2 separate regions of the Mus musculus genome follow, and region 2 is linked to region 1. The links are chromatin contacts, called in public HiChIP or PLAC-seq maps. All regions are on one chromosome and are shown on one strand. Each heading gives the region's core, a stretch centred on a gene start, on an enhancer-like site or on the middle of the called end of the contact. The rest is flanking DNA. Distances are from core to core; before and after follow the strand shown. Region 1 has its middle 20 kb from the start of Gm4419. Region 2 has its middle 63 kb from the start of Gm31676.

Region 1 (6,260 bases), core at 2,636-5,135:
GACAAGTTCCTGCCTAGGGAAGTTACTTGAAGAGGGGTCTTGTGGTCTTAGATCTGTGACCCAAGTCAAAGTCCACTGGATGACCTTGAGATAACCCACCCTAAAGGTGAAAAGGTTCGGCACTACTGACTTGGCTTGGAGTCCCCACCCCATGATGGGGTGTAGGGAAGGAGCTAGAGACTTCTTTGATGAGCAACAGGACCTTTGAGAGTTTTTTCTCTCTTCTAGCTTAGAAGAGCCTTTATGGAGGAGTTCCAGGTAAGAGAGAGTGATTCTTGTTTTGTTTGTTTGTTTGTTTGTTTTTTCAAGACAGGGTTTCTCTGTGTAGCCTTGGCTGTCCTGGGACTCACTCTGTAGACCAGGCTGGACTTGAACTCAGAAATCTGCCTCCCAAGTGCTGGGATCGAAGGCGTGTGCCACCACTGCCCAGCAGAGATAGTGATTCTTTCTTTGGGCTTGCTGGAACAGAGAACCAGGACACAGGTAAAACAGTATTGTAGAAAGAGAGCTTAGGAACCCTCAGGCTTGGAAGAGCTCAAGAGAAAAGAAGTATTTCACAGAGATTTGTAAAGAGCTAGCAGGTAGCCGGGCGTGGTGGCGCACGCCTCTAATCCCAGCACTCGGGAGGCAGAAGCAGGCAGATTTCTGAATTCGAGGCCAGTCTGGTGTACAAAGTGAGTTCCAGGATAGCCAGGGCTACACAGAGAAACCCTGTCTCAAAAAAACAACAACAACAACAACAAAAAGCTAGCAGGTTACTTGTAGAATCAGGCTTGTAAACATATTTTGTATATAGTTAAGGAAATAAATTTACCGCACTGTGCTAGCAGGTTTTTACCTCAGTTTATGCCTCTCATGTCTTTATTGGTATAAATATTAGTTGATTCAGATGGGTACATATTATAGTACCAGACCCAGATTTGATTGCCAAGACCTACATGGTAGCTCTTAAACCATCCATAACTAGTTCCAGGGTATCTGACACCCTCTTCTGACCTCTGAGACCACTAAGCACGCACCTGGTGCACATACTTACAAGCAGGCAAAATAGCCATACACATAAAATAAATCTTCAAAAAATATATCATGCCAAGAACATTATCTTGGTTAAACAAAATCACAGCAAGACTATCTCATGTGTTCCTGCCCACTCCCCAGGAGATGGAAACTGAGAAACAGAGAATTGGCTAAGCAGCCCAAGGTCACACGGATAACAAATGACAGTCTCCAAATTCAAGTATTGGTTGTTTACTCTGTAACACTGACACTCGGAAGCACTTGATTTCTACAGGAGTTTTCCTCCCATACAAAAGAAATGCCCCGTTTAGATAACAATACAAATAATCTGTGTGAAAAGTCGTTCTGTTCCATTCCTGTGCTAACTCCTCTGTCTGTAGATCTCACGAACACAAAGCCTTTCTCAGACACCTGATAGAAGCCATGAAAACATCTCCCATTGTCTTTTCACTGCTGAGCTGCTAAGCGGAAAACTGGTGTGCCAACAAAGATTGGCTCCGAGCACCACATCTATATGAAAGAACAAATGCTTTATTTTAAAAAAGAAAGAAAAAAAGAAAAAAAAAAAGGCGTTGCAAACAGAATACAAAATTACATGTTCGCAGTAATCACTGCTGAGTTAAATCGCTGGGCTCGGAGATGAAGACTGGAAATGAAAAATCAGTTCTAAGCAACAAGATGATTTGTCTTCGTTAAGAATGTATTCAGGGTTTTTTATCACGTTTGTGCCATTAAAAAAAAGTGGATCTGAAATACAAAAGATCTCCAAGCAATGCTATTTACCTAAAATGTAGCTATGCTGATCTCTGAAGCATAACAGTTGACCATGTTTGACCTTGACCGGTGCTGGTAATGGTCACCATAGTGATAGATGGGTGGGGGAGGGGAGAGCTGTCATTCCACCCTGCAGTTGTTGGTACAGTGTAGAAATACTGTAACATTTTGACAACAGAGTGTCCCCAGCATCTCCTATTTTGTGAACCTCTTCTGCAAGTGGGCCGAGCTCACTGGGTACCTACTATGTACCATTAGCTAAGTTTATTAAGTACCTACTATGTACTGGGCCCTAGAGTGGGGTGTGTGTGTGTGTGTGTGTAAACTGGTCCCTGTCTGTGGCAGCTCCATCCTTGTCTCTCAGCCTCAACTTCACCCTAAAAGAGGAAAGCTCCCAAGGTGGGAGGGCCACCCTGTAGTTCTCTCCTGGGCCTGGCATGATGCTGCTGAGTATCCTACAGAACAAATTCCAATGCAACTTGCCTTACAGCTAATTCCACAAACTGGTTTCACCATCTTGAGCAAATCTCCTATTTGCATACTCATCCCAGCCTCATTCTTTTTTTTTTTTTTTTTTTTTTTCCCCTCGAGACAGGGTTTCTCTGTGTAGCCCTGGCTGCCCTGGAACTCACTCTGTAAACCAGGCTGGCCTTGAACTCAGAAATCCACCCGCCTCTGCCTCCGAAGTGCTGGGATTAAAGGCATGCACCACCACTGCCCAGCTCCCAGCCTCATTCTTATGGCTGTATAAGAGGCTGTGGAGGGTGGAGCTGAGTCTCATCTTTGTAGGACTGCATCTGCCACATCCGGCAACTGGGGAAGAGCTGTTTCTGTAGCTCAGCTGGGGTCTCTTGAGTTCTCTCAACTTCACTCATCCCTGAATCAAGAGGCTCAGCTGTGGAATTCTGAGGCACTACACCATGTCCTCAAGCCTTACACACTCCCAGAGGGGGAACTATTGGAGCCACTGCTGGCTCCTGCATGGTTCTAAATCTCTTCTGGCTTGCTTCTCTTCACTGGGTTCCTATTTGATTTCAGCATTCAGGACCCTCATTGGTATGCCAGGGGGTGAAGAAAGGCTAGCTCAGAGACTCGGGAAGGGCTGTCCTCCTGGGATGTAGTCAGGTGAGCAGCTGGCCGGGAGGGAGCTGCTTTCAGAGGAAGATGCTTATGTATATGTCCTGTCTGCCAATCTTCCTGACTGTATATTTGTGTGTGTTTGTGTGTCTTAAAAGGCAAACAGAAAGCTAAGACATAAATTCATAATGAAAAATAAAAGAAGAGCCGGGCGTGGTGGCGCACGCCTTTAATCCCAGCACTTGGAAGGCAGAGGCAGGCAGATCTCTGAGTTCAAGGCCAGCCTTGTCTACAGAGTGAGTTCCAGTGCTACACAGGGAAACCCTGTCTCAAAAAAAAAAAAAAAAAGCAAACAAAATTGTTCAGAGTCTGCCTCCAACTGCTGCTTTGGGGATGGGATGCAGATTTCTGGTAGGTGTTGCTACAGGTCTCTGAGATTGTTAAGGCGCAGAGGATGGGCAGCCAAGGCCTTTCTCAGTCAGCTCAGTTCTGCTGAGGCATCTTCCTGGTAAACCTTCAGATGGAGAGATGACTCTTCACTTCATCAAAAAGTGTGAAAACCAGAGATTCAAATGTGCTCTAATCCCACTTCCTGCTCAGAGCCTCTGAGATCTAGCTGGCAGCCATCCATCCTCCATTAAGGGCACGATCTAAAGCAAGCAGTGATTGTCACCCTTCCTGCTGCTTCAAACCACCCTCATCAATAGTCACAATTCCCAAAGTAACTTTAACTCAAAATACAGCAGAGGGATCCCTGGCCCGGATCCTTGGACCATTCTGCAAGCCCAGAACACTTGAGTATTTGGAAAAGCAGGTACCTGCTGTTAGGGAGACAGAAAGTAAGAGGATAGGCAGCAAGCCTTTTCTTGCTGTTCAGACCTGGGGAGGATGTGAGAGCACAAAGCTCTCCTGGGCCCTGCCAAGCCATCACTAATATTTACCCCATGTTTGCCAAGCTCCAGGACAATAGACACCTCAAAGGTGTTAGCTCATTTTCTCTTGGCAGAAGCCCCGGGAGGCGAGTCTGTTTTCCAGGTGAGGCATTTAGGTGTGGAAGGAGTGGCTGCTGAGTTCACCCAGGGCCATGGGGTGAAGTTCGTGACAGGGTCACGAACTACAGCTGCCCTTGGCTCAATCCCATGCTCACTGAACTCCATTCTCCATCCCACATGGTTATGGGGTCCTGGACATGCCACCAAGAGTCAACCATCTGCAGTGTTTGCCCAGCTGGTCTCCCTTGAGTGTGGAGGGTCAGCAAGTGTGCTGGTTTGTGTATGTTCATCCCAGGGAGTGGCACTATTAGAAGGTGTGGCCTTGTTGGAGTAGGTGTGTCACTGTCACCCTTATCCTGGGGCTGGAGAGATGGTTCAGTGGTTAAGAGCACTGTCTGTTCTTCCAATGGTCCTAAGTTCAATTCCCAGCAACCACATGGTGACTCACAACCATCTGTAATGGGTTCTGATACCTTCTTCTGGTGTGTCTGAAGACAGCTACAGTATACTCATATACATAAAAAATAAATATATCTTAAAAAAAAAAAAGACCCTCATCCTAGCTGCCTGGAAGCCAGTACTCTGCTAGGAGCCTTCAGATGAAGATGTAGAACTCTCAGCTCCTCCTGCACCATGTCTGCCCGGACACTGCCATGCTCCCACCTTGATGATAATGGAATGAACCTCTGAACCTGTAAGCCAGTACACTATTAAATATTGTACTTTATAAGACTTGCCTTGGCCATGGTGTGTGTTCACAGCAGTGAAACCCTAAAACAGCAAGGATAGCCAACACCTCTCCTCCAGGGCACTCTGGGAATCTAGCATGTGTGTTTCCTTGGGGTGGGAGTTGAGGGGGAAAGGTGGTACTATAGCAATCAACACAAATCTACAATGTTTTCTAAAAGGTTCAAGAGCTAGACAGAGCAGCTTGTAACCTAAAAACTGTACCCAAGAGGAAGTTCAAGGTTAACATGAACTACACGATAGTCTAAGAAACAAACAACAAATAAAAAAACAGACCCAAAGGCTCAGAGAGGGCAAGTGACCTTCTGAAGGTCATATAATGGGAAGCAGGCAGAGTTGAGATGGGAGCCTTATCAGTCTGATCCCCAAGCCTGGATAAGGCCTAGGAACCACACACACCAGGTACTAGGATGCATGTTTGGGTCTCATTCCAAGCATTCCACACAGCAGGTAAGAGGCTGCCTGTAGACTTCCAGTTCCTGATTGTAAAGATGGTACCCTGGGGTGATGGAAAAGGAATGGAACAAGAAGATGCAGTCACACTGTTGGTACCAAAGCGGTACCTGGAGATCATTTGTCCAAGCTTCAGCTACCCTGCCCTTACAAACTTTGACCATGCAAACTGCATCTAGTCACAGGGCCCAGAACTTTGCAAGAAAGCCCAGGGTGCCGTGTGTGTGTGTGTGTGTGTGTGTGTGTGTGTGTGTGTGTGTGTGTGTGTGTGTGCGTGCGTGCATGTGTGTGTTTGTACTTGGAGACCAGACAATTTTTTTTTTTTTTTGAGACAGGGTTTCTCTGTGTAACCCTGACTGTCCTGGAACTCACTCTGTAGACCAGGCTGGCCTCAAACTCAGAAATCTGCCTGCCTCTGCCTCCCAAGTGCTGGGATTACAGGCATGTACCACCACTACCCGGCCAGACAATGTTTTGATGTTGGGTATCTTTATTTCCACCTTATTCTTGTGACAGAGTGTCTCTCATTGAACACAGAGCCCTTTGTTTCAGTAGAGTAGCTGGCCAGCTAGCCTCTGGGATCCACCTGTCTGCCTCTACAATACTGCAGTTACAGATATGTGCTGCCCTGACTGGCTATTTTTACATGGAAACACTTTATGGCCAGACAGAGTCACCTCCCCAGCCCCCACTGAGCAGAGTCTTTAACCTACCAATATTGCTGTCTCTGCAGTCTAGACCAGCTGCAGCCTGCCAAGAAGGTTGATGGGATCAATGGCATCCAAGGGTGACTTTGAGAGAGAACAGAAGGGGGCCTAAAACAGTTCACTCCGTGATAGTGACCTCAGGGAAAGGTCAGTGCTCTACAGGCAAATTGTTTGCTTTGAGAATTCTACCTGTGTGTAATAGAAACCTGTGTGGTATGTCTCAGATACCCCTGATTTTCTGAGTTTCACCAGAGAGTTTGAATTCTTTGTCCTGAGTATTGTGACCCACTTTAGTTTTAATTGACCAAAAGATGGCTTCTCCCATGGGTTTGTGTTGCATACACAGTTTAAGAACTGGAGCAGGACTTGGTACAGGGAAGATTGTAGATTTGGGTTCAACCCTCTGCTGTGCCACTAACCTGCTATGGGCTCTCTGGTTCTCTATTTATCTGGTTCCCTATTTGTCTTTTCAGCTCTCTAACCAGTCCAGGCT
Region 2 (6,260 bases), core at 2,438-4,937, 43 kb before region 1:
TAAGGCTGAAAGTAGGCACCAAGGTCAAGAGCAGGCTTAATATTATTTCTAATCCTTTCCAAAGCACCCCGTTTATACACGAGGAAACTGAGGCACGATACAACATGGCAAGTTCCCAAGATCATCAGGAAGAAAGCATGAACCAAGTTGGGACAAGTTTGATCCTGAATGTCTCTGCTAACCTGGCTACAAGGTGACTGCACTCTGGGCATATGTGTGGTATGGGTGTGCTATTTGCATATGGGGTGGGAATGTATAGGTGTGTGTGTTAATGGGGTAGGCTTGTGTGGTATGGAGTGTGAGTAGTATATGCCATAGTGTTTGTGTGAGTATAGTAAGTATGTGGTAGGATAGCATATGTATATGAAGTGTTTGTGTGAGTGTGGGGTGTCTTTACTGTGTGTGGTGCATGTTAGGAGTAAACAGTATGTGGTATGTGTAGATTGTGTGTGCATATAATATTGGGGTAAGTAGAGATGTGTGTATGTGATATATATATATGTCTGGTGCTTATATATATTTGAGGTAGGTGTGTAGTACATGGCTATGTAAAGTATATATAGTGAAAGACAGTGAGCATATGTAGAATATGTGGGTATGTGAGGTGTGTGTACAAATGGCATGTGTGTGATGCTTGGTGTGCATGTACAATGTGTGTGATGTTGTGGCTCTGTGGAAGATGTGGGCTTGTAGGATATATGTATGTGATATGTGTGTGTACATACAATGTGTGAGGTGTGTGGAGACTGTGTGTTACACACTGGTGTGGATATGACCTTGTGCCTTAGAGACAAAGTCTTACACGTTTGTACCTTCTAATAGCAGTGCTGCAGGGCTGAGCCTGAGACTGGAAGGGGGCAGGTATTTGGGCTTTGACAGTAGACATGAGCTCACATCCAAGCCCTGGCAGATGACCACAGCAAATAGCAGGCACTCAAACGGCTCTGCATCACCCTCCTGGGCAGGACTCCCCAGGAATGCTTACAGAGCTCTAGCTCAGCTTGTTTCTACTTTCTCTTGAGGATCAGAAGACTCTGAGAGCTGAAGAAGCTTCCATGCATTATGTAGAATACAGCCTTGGCATTTTCCATCCTTGCCCTGTACCCTGGATTGGATAATAGTGTCTCCCTGAAATTCACATCCTTGCCAGAATGTGGCTTTTTTTGGAAGACAGGGTTCAAATGATTACATAATTGGTCAAGACAAGATCACTCTGGAATTGGGCAACCCTGGAAACTGGCTAGGACTAGCTTCCTTTTAAGGAGAGAAGAGGGCTGGGGATGGGGTTTGAGAGGTAGAGAGTGGGAGATGGTTCAGTGAGGAGGGCACTTACCACATAAACATGAGGACCAGAGCACCACTCCTCAAATCCCACATGAAAGCCAGATGGTCATGGAGACATGCCTGCAATCCCATAATGTGGGAAATGAAGACAGGGAGTCTTTTGAGTAAGCTGGCATGCCAGACTATTCACAGTCATTGTGAGCTCCAACTTCAGTGTGAGACACCCTTGGTATAGAAGGTGGAGAACCATCCAGGAAGACACCGATGTTAACCTGAGGCTTACACACATGTGCACATGTATCCCCCCCGAAATCACACACACACACACACACACACACACACACACAGAGACAGACAGACAGGAAGAGACAGAGAGAGAGAGAGAGAGAGAGAGAGAGAGAGAGAGAGAGAGAGAGAGAGAGAGAGAGAGAGAGAGAGACTCCTGGAATTTGTCCTCTGTTGTTTCTTTATAGGTACCATGTTGTTTACATAATTTCATATTCTATTTTGTCTTAGAACATCCTGGCATGGTCATCCTCCCATTCTGTCAGAACTGTCAGGAACCTCTAAACATTCCTGTGACTCTTAGCCTTCTGGAAACCTGGATTCCTCCATCTGTAAAATGGACCCTTAGCACACACACAGCTGACCAAGCAAGTGGTACCACATAATCTCTCTTTGGCCCTTTGGTGAAAAGGCCCAAGAGATTTCAGACTAATGCAGATGTTGGGTCTCAGAAAGGATCTTGAGCTCTTAACCAATCCTACCAGAGCTAGATGTGGGAGGAACTCAGGGTTCTGCCTTTGAGCATTTCCAAGGAGCTGGTGGCTGAAGCTATGAAACTACCCATAGTAGTGGCTTCCCAAGGTCTCGAGTTGTGCCCTTCGAAGCCCACACTGTCACAGGCTCAGGCTCCAGGCAAGGGTGAAGAAAGGACCCTAGGGAAAAACCTACCAGTCTGAAGCCTGAAGTTCCCAGGTCAGAGTTCCTGCCACAAATAAGGACAGCTGTTGCAATGTCCTTGTGGCTATTTTCCAAAGCCACCCTTCAATGGCATGTGTCCTCACAGAACACAGCCCTCAGTGGCAAAGTGTGTACACAAGCAATTTCAGTAGCTGCACAGTTGACAGCTCTCATTCTGCAGCCATGCCCCTTGATCCTGGCCATCTCTTCCACTATGTCCTGGAAGGTGGGAGACTTACTAATCCTACTAAAGGTTCGATCTACACGTGAATATGGGATAATCAAGGAAGACCAATCTTCTATGAAAGTTTGTATATTCTCCAGGTAAGTACATGGAACTCAGTGAGATGAAACCAAGCCTATGTGTACAGCCTCTATCAGCCCATTTCATGGATGAGGAAATAGTAGACAAGGGGCTTGCAGTAGCCTCATTTGTTGAAGCAGTGTGAGAGGCAGGCTACATGCCAACCTATACCATTTGCAGTGTGCACTTCTTAAGAAGTCTTTGCTACCTGTGGGCCCATGAGGGGGACAGTCATATGTTTGAGGAGCTAAGTGGGACTCTTCCATTACTAGGGGTTACCACTGCTCTTATACTGGGGATGTGCTTAATATCTCCATCAAACTATGATCTGGGCAAGATAAGGAAGTGTTTATTATCTGGGTGATCCCAGAGTCCCACACTGGGCCTGACACAAAGTAAATGTTTGATGATCAAGAAAGCAGAACTTAATTTTGAAAAGTGGGGTTAACAGTGGGCCAGGGTTCAGACCCAAATCTCTGAGCTCTCATGTCTGTTACCTTCTGCTGCCTTAGCCTTGACTGCTAGCCTCTAATATTTCCCAAAAAGTTGGGGTGAGCTGAGCCAAGGAGTGTCAAGGAGAATTTATTTCTTTGGTTTTATTTTATTTTGTATTGTTTGAGACAGGGTTTCTCTGTATATCCTTGTCTGTCCTAGAACTCACTTTGTAGACCAGTCTGAACTGGAACTCAAATCCACCTGCCTCTGCCTCTGCCTCTGCCTCTGCCTCTGCCTCTGCCTCTGCCTCTGCCTCTGCCTCTGCCTCTGCCTCTGCCTCTGCCTCTGCCTCTGCCTCTGCCTCTGCCTCCCAAGTGCTAGGATTAAAGACATACACCACCATGCCCAGCCGAGGGGGAGTTCTTGACTCCTATCTCTGAGTCAACTTTCTATTCCACATTTGATGGTTGCCCTCCATGACAAGAATCTATGACTCTAGTGGGAGACAGGATCCAGTAGGATGGGGATCTCAAGAACCAGAACACTTGGGTGGGGACCATCAACCTTCTAGATCTCCCCTGGAGCCAGTGGTGAAAGCTCAGTGCCAAGGCACATCAATGGGTGGCACTCAGAGACCTGTAAAGATGAGCTCACTGAGGCGGTCCCTCATACCCTGGAGAACAAACCCACAACACAAAACCAAAGTGGCATGCAAGCTGGGTGTGGTGAGTGTTGGCAACGCTGCTGTGGTAAGCAGCTATGACAGAGTACCTTGTTTCCCTGACAACATAGTGGAAACTGGCCTGCACACACCAACCAAGGTTTCCCAGAAAGTCTGAGGTCTACCAGAAGTCCAACCCTCAAAGTGCTCTCCCAGAGGCTGCCCTTCATGTGTCTGCTTCTGAGTGTTAATTCTCTCCTTTAGGAAATGTTTACTATGCCCCAGTGTCAACTGAAGGTGTGAATAATTTAGTTCTAAAATCAACAAGTATGAATACTAAATAGATCCAGGTCTTGACCTGGGGAGAAAGCTAACTGTGCAAAAGTATGCTGCACTGGTAGCACAAGCATGAAGATTAGTGTTTCATTCCCTAGCATCCAGCATCCATGAACAGAGCTGAGTGGGGCAGCAATAGTCCCCATCTCTCTCTCTCTTTCTCTCTCTCTCTCTCTCTCTCTCACACACACACACACACACACACACACACAGAGAGAGAGAGAGAGAGAGAGGGAGAGAGAGAGAGAGAGGGAGAGAAGGGAGAGGGAGAGAGAGCACCTGTGGATCAGCTGATGCATACTTAGGGAGCAATGTGGGCTATATGCCACTCCCCTGAGCCTCAGACTCCTGATCTGAAGAGTGAGACTCGGAGGATACTTTGTCTGCAACAGGAGAGTGGATGGCACATAGCAGGCATTCAGTGATCCACCTGGTGTTACGACTGCACATCACACACAAGCTAGACCTGGCCAGGTGGATCCCAAAGGGACAGAAGATGTGCAAATGAATGGGATGCCCTCCTTCTATGAAGGAGCCTGGGCTGGTTATTGAAGCTGTGAGCAGACATCTTCAGAGCTGTGAGAGAAACAGGCAGAGTGCTAGAGAGCACAGAGGAGGATATGGCTGGGGAGCTAGGGAAGTGTGATGGTTTGTATATGCTTGTCCCGGGGCATGGCACCATTAAGAGGTGTGGCCTTGTTGGAGGGGGTGTGGCCTTCTTGGAGTAGGTGTGTTACTGTGGGTGTGGGCTTTAAAACCCTTGTCCTAGCTGCCTGGAATCCTGTCTTCTCCTATTGGCTTTCAGATGAAGATGTAGAACTCTCAGCCCCACCTGCACCATGCCTGCTTGGACACTGCCATGCTCCCACCTTGATGATAATGGACTGAACCTCTGAACCTGTAAGCCAGCCCCAATTAAATGTTGCCCTCATAAGAGTTGCCTTGGTCACAATGTCTGTTCACAGGAGTAAAGCCCTAACTAAGACAGGAAGCTTCTAGAAAGTGTTTCCAAACAGTTACCAAAAGTCAGGAATACAAAACCTGTGGCATTTTCCATCCTTGCCCTGTACCCTGGATTGGATAATAGTGTCTCCTTGAAATTAGAGTGAGTGATTGGGACAAAGGGGTTGGAGGGGTGGGGGTGGAAGATGGATGAAGGTCAGAAGTAGGCAGTGACTGCATTACAAAATGTCCTGACCTTGGAGTTAAGAAATCAGGACCTCATCTCTGACAATTTCTGAACGAGTGAGTTAGAGCTGTATTCGCAAAGACCACTGTCTGAAACCAAAAGTATGCTGATGCAGAAATGGACCTGCAGAGCCGAAAGGACTGGGAAGATTCACACATGAATCAGAACAAGGTTGAGAAGACTCCTAAGGAGATGCAGTTCTTGGTAGAATGATACCATAACTAAGCAAGGAGAGAAGTAGCAATTAGCTCTGCATATGAAAAATGCATAATTAATCTGGGCATGACACATGCCTTTAGTCCCAGCACTCAGGAGTCAAAGGCAGGCAGATCTTTGTGAGTCTGAGGGCAGCCTGGTCTACACAGCAAGTTCCAGAACAACCAGGGATATACAGTGAAACGCTATCTCAAAACAACAGCAACAACACACAAATGCACACATATATGCCCCCCCCACATACCTATTTTTGTATGGAGGAATGCATAGGAACCCAAGACAATATTAAGCATTAAGCAAACAGGTCCCTTAAAAAAAACTTATTAAGTAATTATGAAAAAAAATTAGCCGGGCATGGTGGCACATGCCTTAATCCCAGCACTCAGGAAGCAGAGGCAGGTGGATTTCTGAGTTCGAGGCCAGCCTGGTCTACAAAGTGAGTTCTAGGACAGTCAGGACTATAGAGAAACTCTGTCTCAAAAAAAAAAAAAAAGTAAGGATTTTCTAAGAACCATAAAACAAAATAGAATATTTGGTATCAGAGAGGCACATGGCAGGAGAAGGGAGCCAAGCCTGCAAGTTTCCTCTGACCTCCATATGTAGGCCATGGTATGTACATGTGCACACACCAATAAATAAATGTGATCACTTTTTTGTATTTACGTTGTTTTATTTTGTTTTGCTTTGTTTTGTTTGTACTGTTTGAAGGTCTCAAAATATTGGCTGGCCTGGAACTCACTATGTAGACCAAGATGGCCTCTAACTCATCCTCTTAGTGTCTGCCTCCTGACTTAGGGTTACTATTGCTATGGTGAAACACCGTGACCAAAAGTAACTTGGAGAGGAAACGGTTTATTTGGCTTACATTTCCA

The links. HiChIP or PLAC-seq counts read pairs in DNA pulled down with a chosen protein or histone mark.
Region 2: a contact with region 1 is called in a CTCF HiChIP or PLAC-seq map of CD8 T cells, with 6 read pairs. The contact joins two enhancer-like sites. A contact is called at or near these places in 2 of 15 datasets of contacts at CTCF or cohesin (CD8 T cells and the NIH/3T3 cell line), 11 of 484 Hi-C or Micro-C datasets (B cells, the NIH/3T3 cell line, embryonic retina and 6 more), 2 of 115 datasets of contacts at active chromatin or transcription factors (CD8 T cells and pancreatic cancer cells) and 3 of 9 other capture datasets (adipose tissue, liver and pancreatic islet).

What each region holds. Positions count from the first base shown.
Region 1 is chr12:21,434,841-21,441,100 of GRCm38.p6, reverse strand. No RefSeq gene overlaps it. Among named protein-coding and RNA genes, the nearest start is that of Gm4419, 20 kb to the right of the region's middle. Within about 2 kb of position 3,885, at least 35 of the 459 cell types and tissues checked have an H3K27ac peak or open chromatin away from gene starts, as enhancers often do. A contact at or near this core is called in CD8 T cells and memory CD8 T cells, where this site is marked.
Region 2 is chr12:21,477,883-21,484,142 of GRCm38.p6, reverse strand. No RefSeq gene overlaps it. Among named protein-coding and RNA genes, the nearest start is that of Gm31676, 63 kb to the left of the region's middle. Within about 2 kb of position 3,687, at least 40 of the 459 cell types and tissues checked have an H3K27ac peak or open chromatin away from gene starts, as enhancers often do. A contact at or near this core is called in CD8 T cells and memory CD8 T cells, where this site is marked.